2 separate regions of the Oryctolagus cuniculus genome follow, and region 2 is linked to region 1. A link is a contact called in public Hi-C data. All regions are on one chromosome and are shown on one strand. The core of a region is the stretch at or near the end of the contact, and the rest is flanking DNA. Distances in the headings are between cores, read along the strand shown. Region 1 overlaps ENTREP1 (endosomal transmembrane epsin interactor 1). Region 2 holds the start of ENTREP1 (endosomal transmembrane epsin interactor 1).

What was found. Hi-C and Micro-C count contacts between places; a contact is called where the count stands out from the background.
Region 2: a Hi-C map of psoas muscle shows a contact between it and region 1, with 6 times the contacts expected there. The contact joins the promoter of ENTREP1 here to the enhancer-like site in region 1. A contact is called at or near these places in 2 of 6 Hi-C or Micro-C datasets (psoas muscle and skin fibroblasts).

The regions. Positions count from the first base shown.
Region 1 is chr1:161,068,090-161,074,640 of mOryCun1.1, reverse strand. The region is part of intron 2 of ENTREP1 (endosomal transmembrane epsin interactor 1); the gene reads left to right. Among named protein-coding and RNA genes, the nearest start is that of ENTREP1, 48 kb to the left of the region's middle. Within about 2 kb of position 1,455, at least 1 of the 8 cell types and tissues checked has an H3K27ac peak or open chromatin away from gene starts, as enhancers often do.
Region 2 is chr1:161,117,454-161,123,089 of mOryCun1.1, reverse strand. It overlaps ENTREP1 (endosomal transmembrane epsin interactor 1), which reads left to right and starts at 4,225. Exons shown (of 11, transcript XM_002708235.4): 1 at 4,225-5,123. The coding sequence starts at 4,698.

The sequences.
Region 1 (6,551 bases), core at 206-2,705:
GTCTTCCTTTGCCGTTGGTTCACCCTCCAATGGCCGCCACAGCCGGCGCGCTGCAGCTGGCGCACCGTGCTGATCCGAAGGCAGGTGCTTCTCCTGGTCTCCCATGGGGTGCAGGGCCCAAGCACTTGGGCCATCCTCCACTGCCCTCCCGAGCCACAGCAGAGAGCTGGCCTGGGAGAGGGGCAACTGGGTCAGAATCCGGCGTCCCGACCGGACCGGGACTAGAACCTGGTGTGCTGGCGCCGCAGGCAGAGGATTAGCCTAGTGAGTCGCAGTGCTGGCCGCCATGCATTTTTAATGTGATGCCCTCCCACCACTACTGGACTGTTTATTTATTTAAACACAGATCGTGAGTTTAAGTGACATCCTGACTTGGAGCAGTAGGAAGACAAGGAACAAAATAAAAGTCCTTAGGCAGTAGGGGAAAGTCAGCCTATTTAGGGAATGAAATCTTGTATCAGAAAAGACACCAACAATCCCAAGCTGTGATAGGCATCATTATTTAATAACATTGTGTGGCAAGGGACAGGAAGAATGCTTTGCAGGGATAGCTAAGCAGGGTGAGAGTGGTGTTGCCTCTGGATCGCCCCAGCTTCCCCATGCCTTCTGTTCCTGGGTCACTTCCTCGAGACTGGAATGAACTGACGGTGCCACTGCAAGAGATGAGAGCCAAGGTGGATTCCGAGTGCTGAGCTGAGGAGCACAGTGCCTTTTGCGTAGAGGTCTCTGCTATGAGTGTCTTGAAATACTCAAGATTGAAGTTAGCGATGGGAAATCACATGCAAAGCATGGAGGCTTAGCTCATGTTGCCTGTCCTTGTGTGAGGTCTGGTTCCTTGGGCCCTGGAGGTTACATCCTATTCTAAAAAAAAAAAAAAAAAAAAAAAAAAACCAAAACAAAAAACACAAGGTGAGGCGGGGCAAGCCCTTTGCTTTTTGTCTCCCATTATGTCTCATGGTCTAAAATCCAAGTTCTAGAAGCACATTTGTCTGTCAGCTCTGGGCTTTCTGCCTCTTGAGAGTCAATCCCAGTGACGAATGGGCTCCAAGAGAACTCAGGAACCCTGAGCCTTGTGCTGGTGTTTGCTCCCCTGGACAGGTAATGAGTAATTTGAGGTGAGAGCAATAGGAACTGCGCTTGATGAGCAGAAAAAAATTAGGTTAAGTAAAAGAAAAAGTTTTGTAGAGAAACAGCTGGTACAGTACAATTACATCTTAACAAAGAGATCCATAAAGGGCCAATTCACAAGGGTGTGCAGAATGGGGAGGCGGCTAACAGGGATGAGGGGACAGTGACCAGATTCTGGAAGTCAGAGTCAGGGGCAGAGGACTGTGGAGAGGACGTGTGGCTTCTGTGGGGGGACTCGCTTGAGGCTGCAGGGGAGGAGCCGGGAGGAGGAGACTGCCCCAGCCTTCCTCCCCTCTCCCTCTGGGCTTGCAGCAGGCTACGAAGTCCCACGGGCACAGTCTGAGCAAATCTTCCTCCCCGAGGCTGGTGAAGGGCTCTGAAGGGCTGAGGGAGGATCTGGTTGGGCGAACAGGAGGCATTCTGGGCACAGTTGTCAGCAGCCCAGTGCAGGCTGCAGGCTGAATTCCTTGTGGGGAAGTTTTAGAAACAGTACACTGCAGGTTATTCTCAGAATCTGAGTGTCCGCTCTAGCTGCCATAAACTGAGACGTGTCAGGAGGGAAGGGATGACGTGTTGGCACCAGACCTCGTGAACTGGTCTTGTGAACTTCACTTCGTCATCTCCAGCTGCTCCCCGGGGGAGGAAATGCATGTTGTTAATAATGATGCAATTGTTTGCACTGCATTTTGCAGTTTATAAAGGACTTTCCTGTATATCATTTTGTGTGCTTCTCACAATAATCTTGTGACATCGGTAGGAAGATAAACTTGTTTAATGGGTGAGAAAAATGAGTGTCATAGGGCTTGCCCAAGACAGCACTGCAGGTGAGTGGGAACCCTGAGTTTGAACCAGGTTTTGCTTTCCACAAAGAGATGCCCAAATCACTTACAGTTAATTTTTTAAAGCAAGAATGATGGGAATATAAGAAATATAAATTCATCCCCTCCCCAGGTGTTGCTGAGTGGGCTCCACGATTGTGATGGACTTTCATTAGCAGCTGGTGTTTTGCTGTCTTCTGTTTCAGGGTATACTGACTGATTAAAGTTGAGCTGGAAGCTTAGGTCTTGAGAATCATGCGGTGGTAACCAGGTTAGAGCTGAACAGAGCCTGGAAACTGAGTGCCTTATAGCTTCAGTAGTTTGTACCCTTGAATCTGATCCTCCCTCTCAAAGAGATATCCTGATACCCCCGGGTCTCAGAGATGCTACAGTGGTCTACACTAGAGTAATTGAGGTGACTCTTTGGTCTCTAAGTTTGATTTGAGTTTTAATTGTAAAAAGCAATATGCAGGTGTATGCTTGAGGAGCAGTGCCTAGTGGCTTTGTACCTAGTGTGTGTGCTGGGGCCCAGGGCCTCCTTCCGGAGGTGGGCAGGTGTGATGTCTGCATGACTTGGTGGTGACTTGTCATTGGCACTCCCTCCAGTTGAGGAGGGGATCCCTGGTGCATCCTGTGCTCTTGTTGTTTGAGTTCAGATATTCTAGAAGTAGCCTTATTCATTGTGGGATTTCCTACTCCTGCGTTAGTAGCTGGAGTCAGGATCTTCTTTTCTGTTCTTTTTATTAAAAATCTAGTCTTCATAATATATACAGTGAAATCCCAGATCATAAGTGTTCAGTTAGATAGATTTTTTTTGACCATTGAAATCACATGTATGACCAGCACCCAAGAAAAGTCATAGACCATTTTTCTCACTCCTGAAAATTCCTTCGTGTCTCTTCCCAGTTGCTGTCTTCCTTCCCCATCCCCACCCTTGATGGGCAGTCATGATTCTGATGTCTGTCACTACAGATTATTTTCTGTGCTCATGAACCTTAGGGAAGTGAAGTCATACATGATCCGGCTTCATTCACTCAATGTAATTTTTTTTTAGATTTAGGTTGGTTTTCTTTAATTGTTTTTAGTTCCTTTTTATATATTTATGTATTTATTTGAGAGGCAGAGTTATAGAGAGAAAAGGAGAGACACAGAGATAGAGATAGAGAGAGGTCTTCCATCTGCTGGTTCACTCCCCAGATGGCTGCAATGGCCACAGCTGAGCTGATCCGAAGCCAGGAGACAGGAGCTTCTTCTGGGTCTCCCAAGTGGGTGCAGGGGCCCAAGGACTTGGGCCACCTTCCACTACTTTCCCAGGCACATTAGGAGGGAGCTAGATGGTAACTGAAGCAACTGGGACTAGAACCAGCACCCACATGGGATGCTGGTGCTGCAAGGCAGTGGTTTAACCAACTGTGCCACAGCACCGGCCGCTATTTGTTCCTTTTTCCTTCTGGAAGTATTCCATTGTTTGAATATGCTATAATGTGTAGTCAGGGTTTTTTCCCCCTTATTCAAAGTAAAATTTTAATTTCAGTATAGTCTAGATTTACAAAAATACAGTACCTTAAAGTCCCATGTGCTCAACACCAAGTTCACCCCGTTATTGATACCTTCTGTTAGGACAGTACATTTGTCACAATTTATGAATCAGTATCGCTATGTTGCTGTCAACCAAAGACCGTGCTGTTTTACATGATACTCATTTTTGTGAATGTCCTTTGGGACCCCCTCCTGGGCGCCTCGTTGCCTTTGGTTGTCTCTGTAGGCTCACTGTGGCTGTGGCAGTTTCTCAGGCTTTGCTTGTTTGTGATGAGCTGGACAGTTTTGAGGTGTACTCCTCAGGTGTTTGTGGGACATACCTCATTTGGGACTGTCTGATGTCTCTCTCATGGTTAGACTGAGATGGCTATGAGCTTGGGAGAGGAAGACACAGCATGAAAACCTGTTTTCACAACATCTTATGAAAGGTACGTGGCACTGACAATGCTTATCACTGGTGCTAACCTTGCTGGCTGGTTGATGTAGCCCTGGAAAACCACTCCACTGTCCTCGCTGTGTTCTGTAGGAGGCAATGGGAGGGAGCCGAGGGGGAGCGTGTCTAGAAATTGTTTGCAGCTCTTCTGCATGGGAGATTAGGAGAATTATAGTTCATTTTAGAGACGTTAACAGTGTTCTGGAGTGATTGCACTGTCTTATATTCACAGAAGCCATGTCCAAGAGTCCACGTCCTCCTCATCCTCACTAACGCTTGATATTACCAGTCTCTAGATTGTAACCATTTTACTCAGTGTGAAACGGTATTTCATTGGGGTTTTAATTAACATTAGTGATGAATAATCATGTTGAGCACATTTTGCTGTGCTTGCTGTCCATTTCTGTATCTTTTTAAATGAAATATTTGTTCAAGCTGACGCTGTGGCTCACTTGGCTAATCCTCCGCCTGCAGCGCCAGCACTCCGGGTTCTAGTCCCTGTTAGGGCGCCGGTTCTGTCCCAGTTGCCCCTCTTCCAGGCCAGCTCTCTGCTATGGCCCGGGAGTGCAATGGAGGATGGCCCAAGTGCCTGGGCCCTGTACCCGCATGGGAGACCAGGAGGAAGCACCTGGTTGCTGGCTTCAGATTGGCGCAGCGCACTGGCCGTGGCAGCCATTTTGGGGGGTGAACCAACAGAAGGAAGACCTTTCTCTCTCTCTCTCTCTCTCTCTCTCTCTCTCTCACTGTCTAACTCTGCCTGTCAAAAAAAGAAAAAAGGCCGGCACCACGGCTCACTAGGCTAATCCTCTGCCTTGCGGTGCTGGCACACCGGGTCCTAGTCTCGGTCGGGGTGCCAGATTCTGTCCTGGTTGCCCCTCTTCCAGGCCAGCTCTCTGCTGTGGCTCGGGAGGGCAGTGGAGGATGGCCCAAGTGCTTGGGCCCTGCACCCCATGGGAGACCAGGATAAGTACCTGGCTCCTGCCATCAGATCATCACAGTGTGCCGGCCGCAGCGCGCCGGCCGTGGCGGCCATTGGAGGGTGAACCAACGGCAAAGGAAGACCTTTCTCTCTGTCTCTCTCTCTCACTGTCCACTCTGCCTGTCAAAAAAAATTAAGAAAAAAAGAAATATTTGTTCAAGTCTTTTGTCTAAAAATTAAAAAAAATTTAGAGGCAAAGAAAAAGGTGTAGGGTATGTTTTGTGTGTGTGTGTGTGTGTAGGGGGAGGAATAAAGGAAGGGGGAAAGAAGAAGAGACAGAGAAACCAGTTTCTGTCTGCTGGCTCACTCACCACAGGCCCTCAAGGCCAAGGCTGGGCCAGACTGAAGCCAGGAGCCAGGAACTCAGTCCAGGTCTCCAACATGCGTGGCAGGAACCCAATCACTTGAGCCATCACCTGCAGCTTCCCAGGGTGTGCATCAGCAGTGTGGAATCAGGATTGGAGCTAGAATTTGATTGCAGGCCCTCTGATACGGGATCCAGGTGTCACAACAGGCATTTAGTCATTACAGCAATGCTGCCCCTGTGAAAACTTTTAATTGGGTTTTTGTTTGTTGTTTTATTCTTGAATAATTTGTTTATGTTAGGTACAGATTCTTGTCCAATACATGCATGAAAAATGGCTCATGTACTGATTTTATTAAGTTGTTTTTGATGAACTGGACTGAAGATTTTTGGTGAAGAAATTTGGGGCCCAGTGTGGGGACTAATGGACCCTGACCCATTCTGTGTCTGATACTGCTCATTTTTTTATTATGATTATGGATGAGTTGACAGCCATAAAGTCCATGCCATGCTTTCTTTTCAAGGCATCTCATATCATACTAACAGAAAATCCAGAGACGTTCAAGGCTTTTCCATGGTAACAGCGATTGTGTTGTTGGCCATGAAGCCTCCAAGTGTAAGACACTGAAGAGCAGCTTCCAGTGTGTAGAAGAAGCCCACGTGGGCAGAACAGGCTTTGTACTTTGCCAAGATGCCTTCTTGTTTTCCAAAGCTTGGGCACAATCATGAATGATACAAAGTGGGGGGCGGGGGGACAAAGCTCTGTGCCGCTCAAGTCGAGTCCTGTGGACGCAGGAGGAAGGCAGCCTGGGCAACAGCAGCAGTGCTGCCAGCATTTCCCCAGAGGTTTGATGACAGGGTGTGTTCAAGTGAACAATAAAAGGAGAGAAGCCAGGCTTCTGTTGGACAGGAAGAAGGAATTCCCCTTAGGAAAACTGGCATCATGTGCTATTAAATATCAGCTCATAAAATGGGCCTGGGACATGCGTTTGAGCTTGACTTAGAATAACCACCACGGTTGCACAGCAAGTTTTCACCATTAAAGTTCCATTGTGGATTCATTTGCCGGCAGCTCCAACTTAACCACCTGAAATGATGCCTGGTTCCAACGTTGGTAATCATTGGCCCTCATGATTTTTATTTGTTTTTGTATTTACAATAAAGTTCTGTTTTCACCACCACAATTCTCAAGTCAAAAAACCCCTGTAGGCTGTCATTTGTACTAAGTAAACATTAGCTTTCTGATTGGCATCTGTTGATTCTTATTTATTTGGAATAATGTGAACGTACTTCAAAAATTCTTGGAAAAATGTTTTGATTCTGTTTTCCGCGGTATTTTGAAGTGCCTGA
Region 2 (5,636 bases), core at 2,976-5,475, 46 kb before region 1:
AGTCCAGGTTCCAAGGGCTGGCTTTGTGGCGCAGTGGGTTGAGCTGCTGCTTATGAGGCCAGCATTCCATATCAGAGCACCAGTTCCAGGCCCCTGCCTGATGTGCCTGGGAAGGCAGCAGATGACCCAAGTGCTTGGGTCCCTGCAGCCCACGTGGGAGAATAGCATGGAGCTCCTGGCTCCTGGCTTCAGCCTGGCCCAGCTCTGGTTGCTGCAGCCATTTGAGGATTGAATAGTGGATGGAAGACAGCAAAGAGATTTTTAAAATTAAAATCAATCAATAATAAAGCGGAGGTTCCTAGGCCTCCAGTGGAGAATCTGATTTCACAGGTGTGGGGTGAAGCCGTTGAACCTGCACTTGGACATGCCCTCCCCACCCCACACAGCACAGAGAAAATGCCCCAGAGCTACTACATTAACTGAGGGCTTCCAGAGCCCACAATGCCTGAACTCGCAGAGTCTCTTCTCTATTTGTCAAATTGGGTGGCGCTTCAAAAAGTTCGTGGGAAGCGGAAGTCAAAGACAAGTTCAGCATCTCTGTTCAAGTCTCGGCTCCACTTCAGATCCAGCTTCCTGCTGATTTGCATCCGGGAAGGCAGCAGTGATGGCTCAAGTGCTTGGGTCCTTGCCACCCACATGGAGGACTCTGGGTTCAGGGCTCCTGGATTCTTCCTGGCCCAGCCCCAGCTGCTGCATGCATTTGGAGAGTGAACCAGCAGATAGAAAATCCCTCTCTGTCTATCTGCCTTTCAAGGAAAGTGAAATTCATGCATAGTTTTTTTTTTTAATTAATTTATTTGAAAGACAGAGCTACAGAGAGGCAGAGGCAGAGAGAGAGAGAGAGAGAGAGAGAGAGAGAGAGAGAGGTCTTCCATCTGCTGGGTCACTCTGCAAGTGGCTGCGACTGCTGGTGCTGGCTTTACCTGCTATGCTGCAGCACTGGCCCCCATGCGTGATTTTTAAAGGTAAGTTTATTTTGGTGCAAATATATTTTGAAATCAATGCCTACATGGACAATGCAGATTATAAAGAAACTATGCTTGGATTTCAAAAATTTTCTGCACCCAAATAAACTTATTTTGTATTTCCACCTGTTTGAAGTGCTTACATGTGAGACATGGAGGCAGATTGGCCAGGGTATGTGTTTGGAGGGAGGAGTTTCTGGAGGAGCCCCCACTCTGACAGGGCACAGCCCGTTTAATCAGCTAACATGGCAGGGATTCTGAGACGTATGGAAGGAACAGAAGCATTGGTTTAAAGGTGTCCACAGAGACCTGAGGAAGGAGCCTGAACCCTCTGGCAGCAAGGGTAGGCGTGAGTGCAGGGAGTGGGCCGTGAGCTGCTGGCAGGCAAAGAGTTAATGGGCGGTGTATAGCACTTCCTTAGGATTCAGCTTTGGTCTTGGGGAAAACTGGCAGCTGGTTCCACCAAACAATACAGTGCATCTATTGTTAACTTGAACTTTCACCTACATCCACCGTGTATCTGGGTCAAATGTCTGGCAAGTTAGTCCTCACTCTATTTTTCACGTTTTTGGGGGCTAGTTTTATTGAGATATAATTCACGTACCACAGACACACTTCACCCATTTAAAGTATGGAATTCTGTGGGTTTTAGTTGTGTGATCAGCACCACAGTCAACTTTGGAACATTTTTATCATGTTATAAAGAAATGCACACTCTAGCTCCTACCCTCCAACTCAATCTCCCAAGCAACCACTACGAATTTATCTATTCTAGGCATTTCATATAAATGGAATCATATAACACATGTTCTTTTGTGACTGGCTTGTTTCACATAGCATAATATATTGTTTTAAAGACTAATTTTTGTTATGTGAAAGGTACAATTACAGAGAGAGAGACACACATACACACACAAAGAGAAAGATCTTCCATCCACTGGTTCACTCTCCAAATGACCACAATGGCTGGGGTGGGCCAGATCAAAGCCAGGAGCCCAGAACTCCAACTGGGTCTCCTATTTGAGTGTCAGGGACCTGAATACTTGGGCCGTCTTCTGCTGCTTTCTCAGGTGCACTAGCAGGAAGGTGGATTGGAAGCAAAGCAGCCAGGACTCGAAGCACTGCTGACATATGATTACCTGCTGAGCATATTTTTAAGGTCCATCCATGCCGTAGCCTATACATCATTCGTTTTTTACTGATGAAAGGATTCTGTGAAATGGATAGTCCACGCTTCACTTACCCATTCATCTAGTTGATTAACACTTGGTTTGCTTCCATTGCATTGCAGTTGTGAGTAATGCGGCCATTTGTGTACAAGTTTTTGCTGGGATGTATGTGGAATTACTGGATCAAATATTATTCCACCTTTATATTTTCGAGGAACTGCTCCAACTGTTTTCCAAGTCATTTCATTTCTTTAAGCCAATTTGAAATCAACGGCTTTGCATCATCCTGTAAGGGCTGGGTTGCATACACCTTGATCAGGTATAACTAAAGACTTATTGTAAGCAAATGTTGTGGGATTCAACAAATCAAGCTTGGGTTACAAAAATCCCAAGCCCAAATCCTTGAGACTGTCCTTTGGCATCAACCTGAAGGTTGGGACAGTCTTCCACAGGCTTGGGTTTATGAGAGCCAGGAAGGGAAACCCGCTGCTATAACTGTGACCAATAGCATATGAGGAGAAAAGACAATGCAACAGCCCCAAATTAGCAGCTTTGATAAGGCCTTACAAAATAAGTAAAACTCTTAGGAAAGTCTATCTACGGATTCCCATCATCTCTGCTGTCATCTGGACTTGCAGAGGGGAAAGACAAAAGAGGAAAGTACTTAGAAATACTTTATTTAAGTATGAAATATACCAGCACACGAATCGTAACCCCTTGAATTTTGATAAACCTCACCCAGGTAGTCAGCACCCTCATCAGGAAATGAATCATTGCCCACCTCCCTGACACCCCTTTTTCCCAGTCATAAGCATCCTGAGGGAAAGAGGATACCCTGGCTTCTCACACCAACATTCTTAGACACAAAGAATACATTTTTAATAGTACGTTTCAGGTGTCAAGGACTGGCCAGTGGAATAGATCTGTCTAGCAGAGAGAATTTCTTAAGACTCAGCCAGACTTACCATAGTGCACGGTGTAATACATTCTTGAAAATTAAACACCTTTAAGCATGTTTATAAAATGAAGGCTATAACCTCATCACCCAAGAAGCTTTTAATTTAACACCACCTGCCATTTAAGAGCATAATTTAAAACACTGTAAGGGTTTTTTTTTTTTTTTAAACGCATGAGACAACAGACATAAAATGTTTATTTACATAGACATCTCCTTTTTCCTCCAGGATTTGCCGTTTATTTCTGAGAGCTGTAAAGGAAGTCCTAGGCACCGTTAATCACAGGTGCTTTAATAATGAAAAAGTGTACATGGAAACACACGCACATGGGCGATCCATCACACTGTGGACTGAAGCGAGTGATGACCAGGATAAACACCGCCTCCGAATCAGAGCCCCAACCCTGACCACAGGGTCCCGGGTTCACGGGGCAGGGGAATGCGAAGTAGCCCCACCCTACCGGCAAAACAGGCTCTCCAATACCGCGAGTGACCGTGGCAAACTGACTCCGCTGGGGTTCTCATCTGGAAAAATCCATTCTAATCATTTCACATATGGGACTTCGTGTGCACTAGCATTCTGAGGGCACAGACATGCTCTGAGGGGAAATCATTTTGCAAAGGCGCGCGCTCTCTCTCTCTCTCTCTGAAGACCTCCCATAATTTATGAAAGCAGATTAGGATTTTTCTAGGATGCTTCCTCGAAAGTTTGGGGTTCTGTGTTCCCGCCCGGTGACTCCTAAGAGAGATCACGAGCCAGCGCGAGGAGAGCAGAGGGCAGCCCTTGCCGTGCGCTCTCGGCCGCCCCAGGTTCTGGTTAGAGGCACGGCACTCTCGAGCTAACCTCAAACCTTCTCAGGCGTTCCGGCTCCGATGCCGGGAAGCGCCCCCGCCGCCCCACGCCCTCGGCCACCCCGCCGCCGCGCGGCCTCACTGCCGAGAAGTCCCTGCGCACACGGCGTCAGCAGTTCCCGCGCCCCGGGCGCCGTGACTTCGCGCGGCCCCGTCCTTCCCGACGTCCTTGGCTTAGCCCTCTCCCCCTTGGGTCGCCCCACGGCCCCTCCTCCAGCAGCACCCTTCCGGGAGGGGCGCGTGGCGGGAGTTTAAAGCCGGGCTCCCTTGGGATCGCTGTCCACGGCGCGTCCCCTGCGTGCTCCTTCAGCCGGCGCTCGGCGGGTGGGGATAGATTCTAAGTGTGCCAACTCTGCCGCGCCCTGGCCACGGGGTCCCTCCCTGCGCGAGGGTTTCAGTGAAACACTGAGGGCAAAGCCCGGATCCTGGAACCCCCTTGGAGCCGGTGCAGGGTCAGCAGAGACTCCGAGGCCGCGGCGCGAGCGCTGGGCGCGCGTGGGTGAGAGTAAGGGTGCGCTGGGGCCGGCCGGAGGCGGACCCGCCGGGCGGCAGGTGGGTGCGGCCGGCGGGAGCCCGGGCAGCGGCGGCGGCGGCGGCAGCGGCAGCAAGTGGTTGGGCCGTGCGCATTTCCTTCCCTCCCCCTCGGCCCCGGAGCCCGCCCGCCCGCGGTGCCCAGTGCGCGGCGCCGTCGGCTTCGCTCCCCGTGCTCTCCCCGCCGCCAACGCCGCCGCCGGCTGCTCCGGCCCCCGCCGGTCCATGTCCCTCCCCGTGGTGCTCCCGGGCTCCTGCTGCCCGGTGGCCGGGCTTTCGGGCGGGCCGCAGGCCGGGGGCTCGGGCGCCGCGGCCGCAGCAGCCCAGGAGCCGCCGCTGCCCCCGCTGCGGCCGCGCTGGCCCCGGGGCGCGCTGCAGCCTCCGGCGCGGCCTCGCTGCGCTGCCGCCGCCTCCGCCGCCGGGGTACTGGCCGCACCGCCTGCGCTCTCCTCCCGCCGGGCCGCCGCCGCCTCTGCCGCTGCGGCCGGCGCGGCCCCGGGCTCCGCGCTGCTGCCCGCCCGCCCGCTGTTGTCGCTCGGGCTGCTGCAGCTGATCCTCGGCTGCTGCATGGTGGCGCTGAGCTTCGGGGCGCTGTCGCTGAGCAGCTCCCCGCAGGTGAAGAACTCGTGCCCGTTCTGGGCTGGCTCCTCGGTGAGTACCGCCCGCCTGTCCGCTCGCCCTGGCGGGGCCAGTCCCGGGGCTCTGGCTGGTCCCCTCCACTGCCCCCTTGGATGGCGCCCAGAGCTGCAGCCGGGGAACACGGCTCCACAGGCGTTGAAGTTTTTGGAGGTGTTGGGGCTGGAGAGCGGAGACGCGTGTCTCCGAGTTCAAGTGCATTAGAGTGCACAGAGCATTGTGTCTGTCTATGAAGCTGCTACGATAAAATGAGGGTATAGCTACCTCTTTGAGGGACTGGAAATTTGGGGCGTGCGGCGAGAAAGTGGGAGGAAATAACTCAGCTGCTTTGGGGAGCCGAGCGCTTGTGCTGGCAACGTCCACTCCCAGAGGGCAACGGTTCTTCTTGTTTTGTGCACCGGTGCTATCACCAGGGCCTGGCACATAGTAGGCATGTTTGTGGGAGGGAAGAAGTGACAGGTGGACTGGGGGCCAGGCCCTTGTTCTCCCGCAGGCACATGTAAATGTATAGTTATCTGGTGTAGGCTG